2 separate regions of the Oryctolagus cuniculus genome follow, and region 2 is linked to region 1. A link is a contact called in public Hi-C data. All regions are on one chromosome and are shown on one strand. The core of a region is the stretch at or near the end of the contact, and the rest is flanking DNA. Distances in the headings are between cores, read along the strand shown. Region 1 holds the start of TNIK (TRAF2 and NCK interacting kinase). Region 2 overlaps TNIK (TRAF2 and NCK interacting kinase).

Region 1 (3,542 bases), core at 843-3,342:
CCCGGGTCCAAGCACCCACCCGGTTCCCGGTCCCCACCCCCACAGCCCAAGGGGCAGAAAGCCCTGCCTGTGGCTTCTCAGCTCCAGAGAGGCAGCTGAGTGCACTAATGCATGCCCGAGCTGTGGCTGCCTAACTACCGCTACAGCCTGTTTCCAAGAGCATCCCCCTGAAACCTCACCTCAGGGACTCGGGGGACAGGAGGGGGGAGGGGAAGAGGTAGGGAAAGGGAGGGACAAGGAGACCAAAGTGCCACTTTGATCACAGAGGGAACTCAAAAATACCCGTGTTGGAAGAGGCCATGTCCGACGTACTAGGGATTCAGGTACCTGGCCGGAGATGTAGCATCCACCTAACAATGTGTTCCTCAGGAGGGCGTGTGAACTTGCACGCCTGACCCTATCTGGCCACGCAAGTACGTGCACTTGCTATTCTTCTCCAATTGTATTTTTGGTTCGCAAGACGAACAAACGGACCTTAAATGGGCGTCCAATCCTTCTCAGGCCCCCTCGATTGCCAGCAGCTTCCCACCCACCCCTCACCCCTCCCTGGCCCGCAGCATCTAATTAAAATGGCAAGAAGAAAGCTCTGCTCCCCTCCCCTCCCCCCCAGGAGTATGCTGAGATTGGGGGTTGGGGAGGGGGAGGCGTCGAGGCTGCCCTGGAACTGTGGTCTCCAAACAACAGCAAAATGGATTCTATATCGCCGATATCTCAGTCGACAGCATGCCACGGCGTCTGAGGTAATGCACGCGGAGGTTCAACGCCAAGCCGCGGGCTGCGGGAGGGAGGTGCTCCACAAAGGACCGGCCGCAGACGCGGGGAAAACACACACACTCCAGGGAGTTCCGGTCCGACTGCGAACAGCGGCAAACCCATCCCTTTCACCTGCCCAAGTTCAGCCATAAAGCTGACATGCCACAGCCACAAAGTCGGAAAGCACAGGCAGGGCTGGGTTAAAGCCATAAATAAAGGTGAGTGGCAGGCTGGCGTGGAAGGAGGCGCGGAGCCGGAGCCCGGGCGCGCCAGGCGGGGGCGGGGGGAAGGGGCGGCCGCTGCCATCTATGAGACCCGCATAGCAATAACTGCCCCCGTGGAGCAGCAGGCTCGGCCTCGCCGGGCCGGCCAGGCTCACGGTGTCATCTCGCAGGTAGCTGGCGAACGTGAGGGGCCAGCGCCTGTATGCGCGCTGCTCTAGTTTCTGCAGCAAGGGACAGTCGGGTCCCGCGCCCTGGCACGAGACGACCGCCCGGAGCGTGCACACACGCGCGCGCGCGCTCACACACGCACACACGCGCGCACACACACACACACAGAGGCTCGCGTTCTAATGCTCTTACACTGCTCTAAGATGAAACTGCCATAAGCTCCACAAGCAGTTTCGGGGGATCGTCGGCCACAGCCAACGGGGGGGACACGTTCCGCACAACCCTTGCCATAGAGGCTCAGCCCGGAGCGCCTCGGCAACCCCGAATCCAAGCGCGAATCCGGGGTCGGTCCCCGTCGCATTCTCCCGCAGCTGCCCGTCAGCCCCCAGACCACACACCGACCCCATTCTCCCCCACCCACCCACCCCAACCCCGCCCCCCGGACCCAAACCCCTGGGAAGAAATGCGAAAAACGCGTTCTGCTCACCCTCAGAGCCGAGAGATCGATTTCATCCAGGCTGCGAGCCGGGGAGTCGCTCGCCATGTCTACTTCTTCGCCCGAGAAATGGACCAAAGCCACCCCAAAGCTTCTCCCTTGGAAATTCCACCTTGGTCTGTTTCACTCGCGTCCTCCTGCGGGTGTCGAGCCAGAGGCCCCGGGCCCAGCCTCCCCCGCCCACCCCGGCCCCTCAGCGCCCGATCTCAAGCCTCCGTGCGCCGGTCCGCCGGGTCCGGGAGCCCAACCTGCGCGGATCTCCAAGCCCGGAGCCGCGGTGCGTGTGGGCTGCGCGCCCCGATCGGCTAAGGGCGCTGGAGCTGCGTGGGTGTATTTAAATGGGACATGCTTCTTTGCTTGTGCGTGGATGGCGGCTGCATTGGCTGTTATAATGAGACACATCAACTCCTCCACTCAGCTGGGGGGTGGGGGTGGAGAACCACACAGAACTGTCTATCACCGCTTCCTGGGAGGAGTAAAGGGGGGAGGCGGAGGAGGCGTGGTCTCCGACTGGGGAGAGGCCGCGCTTCCTGACCCGGTCCCTCGACACCAGCGTGGATGGGGGAGGGGCGCGCACCCTCCCGCCCAGGCTCCTGCGGGCTAATCGGGGCGGATCGGCGGGGCAGTCCCTGACCCTTGCCGGGCTTATCGCGGGGGCTCAAGCTCTTTTTTTGTGTGTCCAACTCGGGCATTGCAGCAAAATGGCTCTTTCCTCGCCTCTTGGGTTTTCTCGGTGGGATTCAAATGCTCTAGAGCTGGGGGGGCGCAGAAAGGGGAAAAGAAAAAGACAGCGACGCCCTCCCTCCCCCATTAATTATTTGTGGGGCTCGAGTAAGGCGGGCTGGTGCAACCGGTGCATATAAGGACTTGTGTGCAGGGAAGGGGATCCGCCTCCAGGCGTGGAACGAGCCCGGGAGAAGCGCGCACGCACGGCGCGTCCGGCCTGGCGCTTCTGTAATCTGCAGCGGCCCGGGGGTCGGGTCCACCCGCAGTAACCGATATGCCGGACTGCGCCGGTCCCAAGTTGCCGGTCCCTCTGCGGGAAAGCTAGGGAATCAGAGCTCCCTTTCGGATCGCCACACCCAGGACCAGCTCGTGCCGCAGTTCCCCACGAATCGGAACGTAGAAGCTCGTTCTCCGGGCGCAATAGCTTCCAAGCCATCAGGTAACTCCAAAGCCAATGCTGCTTAAGCCAAGCTCGCCGCCCGCGGCCACGGCGTTTCTCTTCCCGGCCGCGTTTCCGCGGGGATCCACCCCAGTGGATGGCGAAAGTTTGACCCGCGGATGAGATGCCAGATGGGCTGGCGAGCGCGCGTTCACCGCACCCACTTTCTCGTTCAGAGGTGGGATGTTTACGGTGGCGAACGTGACATTCTGTCATCGGGAGTGCCAAATCGCCTCCCTCGCCGCGCAGCCTTCCTCTCCGGCCCGAGCCACGGGAAATGCATCGCAAGAAATCGTTGAAAACTGACTTGCTTTCCCCCGCCCCCTTTAAGTACAGCAGAGGCGTCGCGAGCGTTCCTAGCCCCTCTGTTAAGGCAGGAATTCGCTTCTGGCCAAGTGCGCTGAGCCATTCTAAGTCATGTAGTGTGAATATGAGCCTCAGAATAAGGCGAATGAATGAATGAATGAATGAAAGCAAACCAGTGCAGCTAGTGCATCTCGCCTGCCTGCATGCATCAGAGGACTTTGAAACAACAGTCGGTGTACGCTTCACTGTGTGTGTTCATAATACTGTGCTGATGAAGTGCCTTGTGGATCATACACCCTGAAACCTGCAAATGGACTCAATATCGCAACGGTTTGGGTGCTTTGGCTTTTTAACGTTATACGTCAAACGTTTAAACCTGCTATATGACAAACATTTTACTTCTCATTTCCAATAAAATCTTCTAGTTCCA
Region 2 (3,804 bases), core at 1,126-3,625, 40 kb before region 1:
ACGGTGACTTGATCAGCATAGCCCTGACTGTTAATGAACAACTTAATACATTATCCCTCTTAGTAGTTTTTTTTTTTGTCTGTTCTACTTAATATGACTGGTTTAACTCTGTAATTAATACACAGTTATTCTTAAGTGTTGAAATTTAACTGAAATGTGATCCCTGTTAAACATAAGAGTAGGAATAAGAGAGGGAAGAGATATATAATTTGGGACATGCCCAAGCTGACTTGCCCCAAATGGTAGAGTTAGAAACATACCAGGGGACTCCAATTTAATCCCATCAAGGTGGCATGTACCAATGCCATCTCACTATTCCAAGTGATCAATTTCAGTTCACAATTGATCATAATGAAAGGACTAAGAGTCAAAGGGAGCACAGAAACAAGTCTAGTACCTGCTAACACTAACCGATAGAATAAATAAAGGGGAGAGTGATCCAACATGGGAAGTGAGATACTCAGCAGACTCATAGAATGGCAGATGTCCTAAATAGCACTCTGGCCTCAGAATCAGGCCTAAAGGCATTCGGAGCTGGCTGAAAAGCCCATGAGAGTATTTCAGGCATGGAAAGCCAAGACACTCTGGCAAAAGATCTCTGTGAGTGAGATCTCAGTGGAAAGAACAGGTCTTCAAAGAAGGAGGTACCTTTCTCTGAAGGGAGGAGAGAACCTCCACTTTGACTATGACCTTGTCTAAACAAGATAAGAGTCGGAGAACTCAGAGGGCTTCCATAGCCTTGGAAACTCATGACTGGAGCATAGGGAGATTACTGATGCCATAGACAGGAGTGTCAATTGGTAAAGTCAACAACAAGAGTCACTGTGCACTTACTCCTCATGTAGGATCTCTGTCCTTAATGTGCTGTGCATTGAGATTTAATGCTATAACGAGTACTCAAACAATATATTTCACTTTGTGTTTCTATGGGGGTGCAAACTGTTGAAATCTTTACTTAATGCATACTAAACTGATCCTCTGTAAAAAAAAAAAAAAGAAAAAAAGAAAAGAAATTATCAACTCCCAACTTGACTCTCACTGGGATTAAACATGACAATAGGTCTGATCTGATTTCATCATCATTTAAAAAAAATCATCTATTATTTTTCACTTTATGTTTCTGTGTGGGAGCAAACTGCTGAAATCCTTACTTAATGTATACTAAGCTGATCTTCTGTATATTAAGATAATCGAAAATGAATCTTGATGTGAATGGAAGGGGAGAGGGAGTGGGAAAGGGGAGGGTTGTGGGTGGGAGGGATGGTATGGGGGGGAAGTCATTGTAATCCATAAATCGTACTTTGGAAATTTATATTCATTAAATAAAAGTTAAAAAAAAAAAAGTTTGGTAAGTGAATCCATATCATACCTTACATTGGGCTGACATGGCATGGAGAGCCTTTAGTAAGGTCTTTTTTTTAAGATTTATTTATTCATTTGAAAGAGTTACAAAGAAGCAGGGGCAGAGATAGAGGTCTTCCATACGTTGGTTCACTCCTCAAGTGGCTGCAACAGCTGGAGCTGTGCTGATCTGAAGCCAGGAGCCAGGCACTTCTTTCGGGTCTCCCACACGGGTGCAGGGGCCCAAGGACTTCTACTGCTTTCCCAGGTCATAGCAGAGAGCTGGATCAGAAGTGGAGCAGCCGGGACTCGAACCAGTGCCCATAAGGGATGATGGCACTGCAGACTGCAGGCAGCAGCTTTACCTGCTCCGCCACAGCACCAGCCCCTAGAAAGGTCTTTTGAATACTCTTATCTATTTCTGCTACCAAGGCTTATTCCCTTGGTGCCTTGGCCGATCATTCCTGCATCATAATTTATACACACTTCTTCACCTGTGCCAACCGCATCTACACTGGCCCTCTTCAATGACAATTTTTATAGCTGATTATTTCTTTAGAACTTATTGAGCTGATTCCAGCATTGTGAAAATTATTACAGCATTTAGAAACCATTTAACTTGCTGCTTTTCATCTCATACTTTGCTTTTTCAATTTCCATTCCCATTTCTGAATCTTGACGTTTCTAAGTGTCTGGGATCATCTGGGCTCTGAGACATTCACATTCTACTCTATGGAAATCACTCTGCTCACCAAATTTCAGCTATTCAGCTTCTTTAATAGTTAGACTCTTACATGACAATCCCCAAGATCACTCCCTTGGCTGGGGCCTTATTCCACCTCTTGCCTATAATCAAAGTGCTTTGAAAGGCAAGTGTCCTCTAAGGCCACAGAACATATCCCAAAGAACTGCCTGACCTAGTTCTAGAATGTCACTCCAGATGGATTTCAGCCAGTGGCGACCAATATATGAAGCACCGTTATTTCAGCCACTGCGCCTCACTTCCAGGAACAGCCTCCTCTCTGAGAGGCCAGCCGAAAGCACTGCCTGAGCCAGCGATCACACGCTTGGGCTGAGCGCAGCCGCTGCCAGCTGCTCAGGTTAGCCAAGGCAGTCAGCCTGGAACTCTGGCTTCTCCCTTGAAAATAAAGCGGCTGGGCTAGGTCGCCTCTCCCTTGCCCTCCAGCTCTAAGGTTCTAGAATCCCATGGAGTATTTCTACGCTGGGTGGATGGAGAGGCATGATTGATTATCAGATGTCAAAAACTGAGCATCAGCTCTTAGGTAATTCTTCAGTCTTTTGCTACACAGTGTATTTTGCATGGTCTGGCAACTCCCAGAGAAAACCTTAGAGATTAAAACATGGCCCAGCGGTTCGAAGCTCACATCCCACACTATGGGGCCTGGGTCTGAGTCCCAGCTCTGGCTTCTGAATCCCATGGCATGCTAATGCAGAAGCTGGGAAAAGTAGTGGTGATAACTCCAATTACCCCACATGGGAAAACTACATTGAGTTTCCGGCTGTCATCCTGGGTCCTGGCCAGCGGGGCTGTTAGGGCATTTGGAGAGTGAACCAGCAAATGTGAGCTCTCTGTCTCTCTTCCTCTCTCTCTCTCACTCTCTCTCTATGCCTTTCAAATAATTTTTAAAGATTTATTTATTTATTTGAAAGGCGGAGTTACAGAGAGGCAGAGAGAAAGAGAGAGAGAGATATCTTCCAGCCCCTGGTTCACTTCCCCAAATGGCCGCAATGGCCAGGGATAGGCCAGGCCAAAGCAAGGAGCCAGGAGCTGCATCCGTGTCTCCCACATGAGTGCAGGGACTCGAACACCTGGGCCATCTCCCACTGCTTTCCCAGGCGCATTAGCAGGGAGCTAGATCAAAAATGGAGCACCCAGCACTCAAACCAGTGCCCATATGGGATGTCGGCGCTGAAGGTGGCAGCTTAACCCACTATGGCACATTATTGGCCCCTTAAATAAAATATTTTTAAAATTGAAGTTCATAGGAAGAAACAATTGTGGTTTTGTTTTGTTTTGTTTTGTTTGAAACAATTGGAAGATAAAATTTTAAAAATAAATAAATAAAGTATAACCCAAACCAGCAATTCCACTTCTAGAAATAAATACTTATATACACAGATTAGGTTGTACACAACTGTTCATAGTAGCATCATTCATTGATAATAGTTAAAAGGTGGACACAACTCAAATGTCTATCAACTAATAAATGCATAAGCAGATTTTACTAGCTCCACGTGATGAAATATTATTCAGCCATCAAGACAGATGAAGTACTGATACATACGACCACATGGATGAACCCTGATAACACTGCTAAATGAAAAAGGCCAGTCACAAATTCACAAATTGTATTATTTCACTCCTCTGAAATGTTCACAACAGGGCAATCTATAGAGATAGAAAGCTGTTTTGTGGTAGCTTAAAGTTGGGAGTGGGAGGAT

What was found. Hi-C and Micro-C count contacts between places; a contact is called where the count stands out from the background.
Region 2: a Hi-C map of embryonic fibroblasts shows a contact between it and region 1, with 2.0 times the contacts expected there. The contact joins the enhancer-like site here to the promoter of TNIK in region 1. A contact is called at or near these places in 2 of 6 Hi-C or Micro-C datasets (embryonic fibroblasts and psoas muscle).

What each region holds. Positions count from the first base shown.
Region 1 is chr4:108,838,420-108,841,961 of mOryCun1.1, reverse strand. TNIK (TRAF2 and NCK interacting kinase) reads right to left here and starts at 2,092. Exons shown (of 33, transcript XM_017346921.3): 1 at 1,633-2,092. The coding sequence starts at 1,689.
Region 2 is chr4:108,878,317-108,882,120 of mOryCun1.1, reverse strand. The region is part of intron 1 of TNIK (TRAF2 and NCK interacting kinase); the gene reads right to left. Among named protein-coding and RNA genes, the nearest start is that of TNIK, 40 kb to the right of the region's middle. Within about 2 kb of position 2,375, at least 1 of the 8 cell types and tissues checked has an H3K27ac peak or open chromatin away from gene starts, as enhancers often do.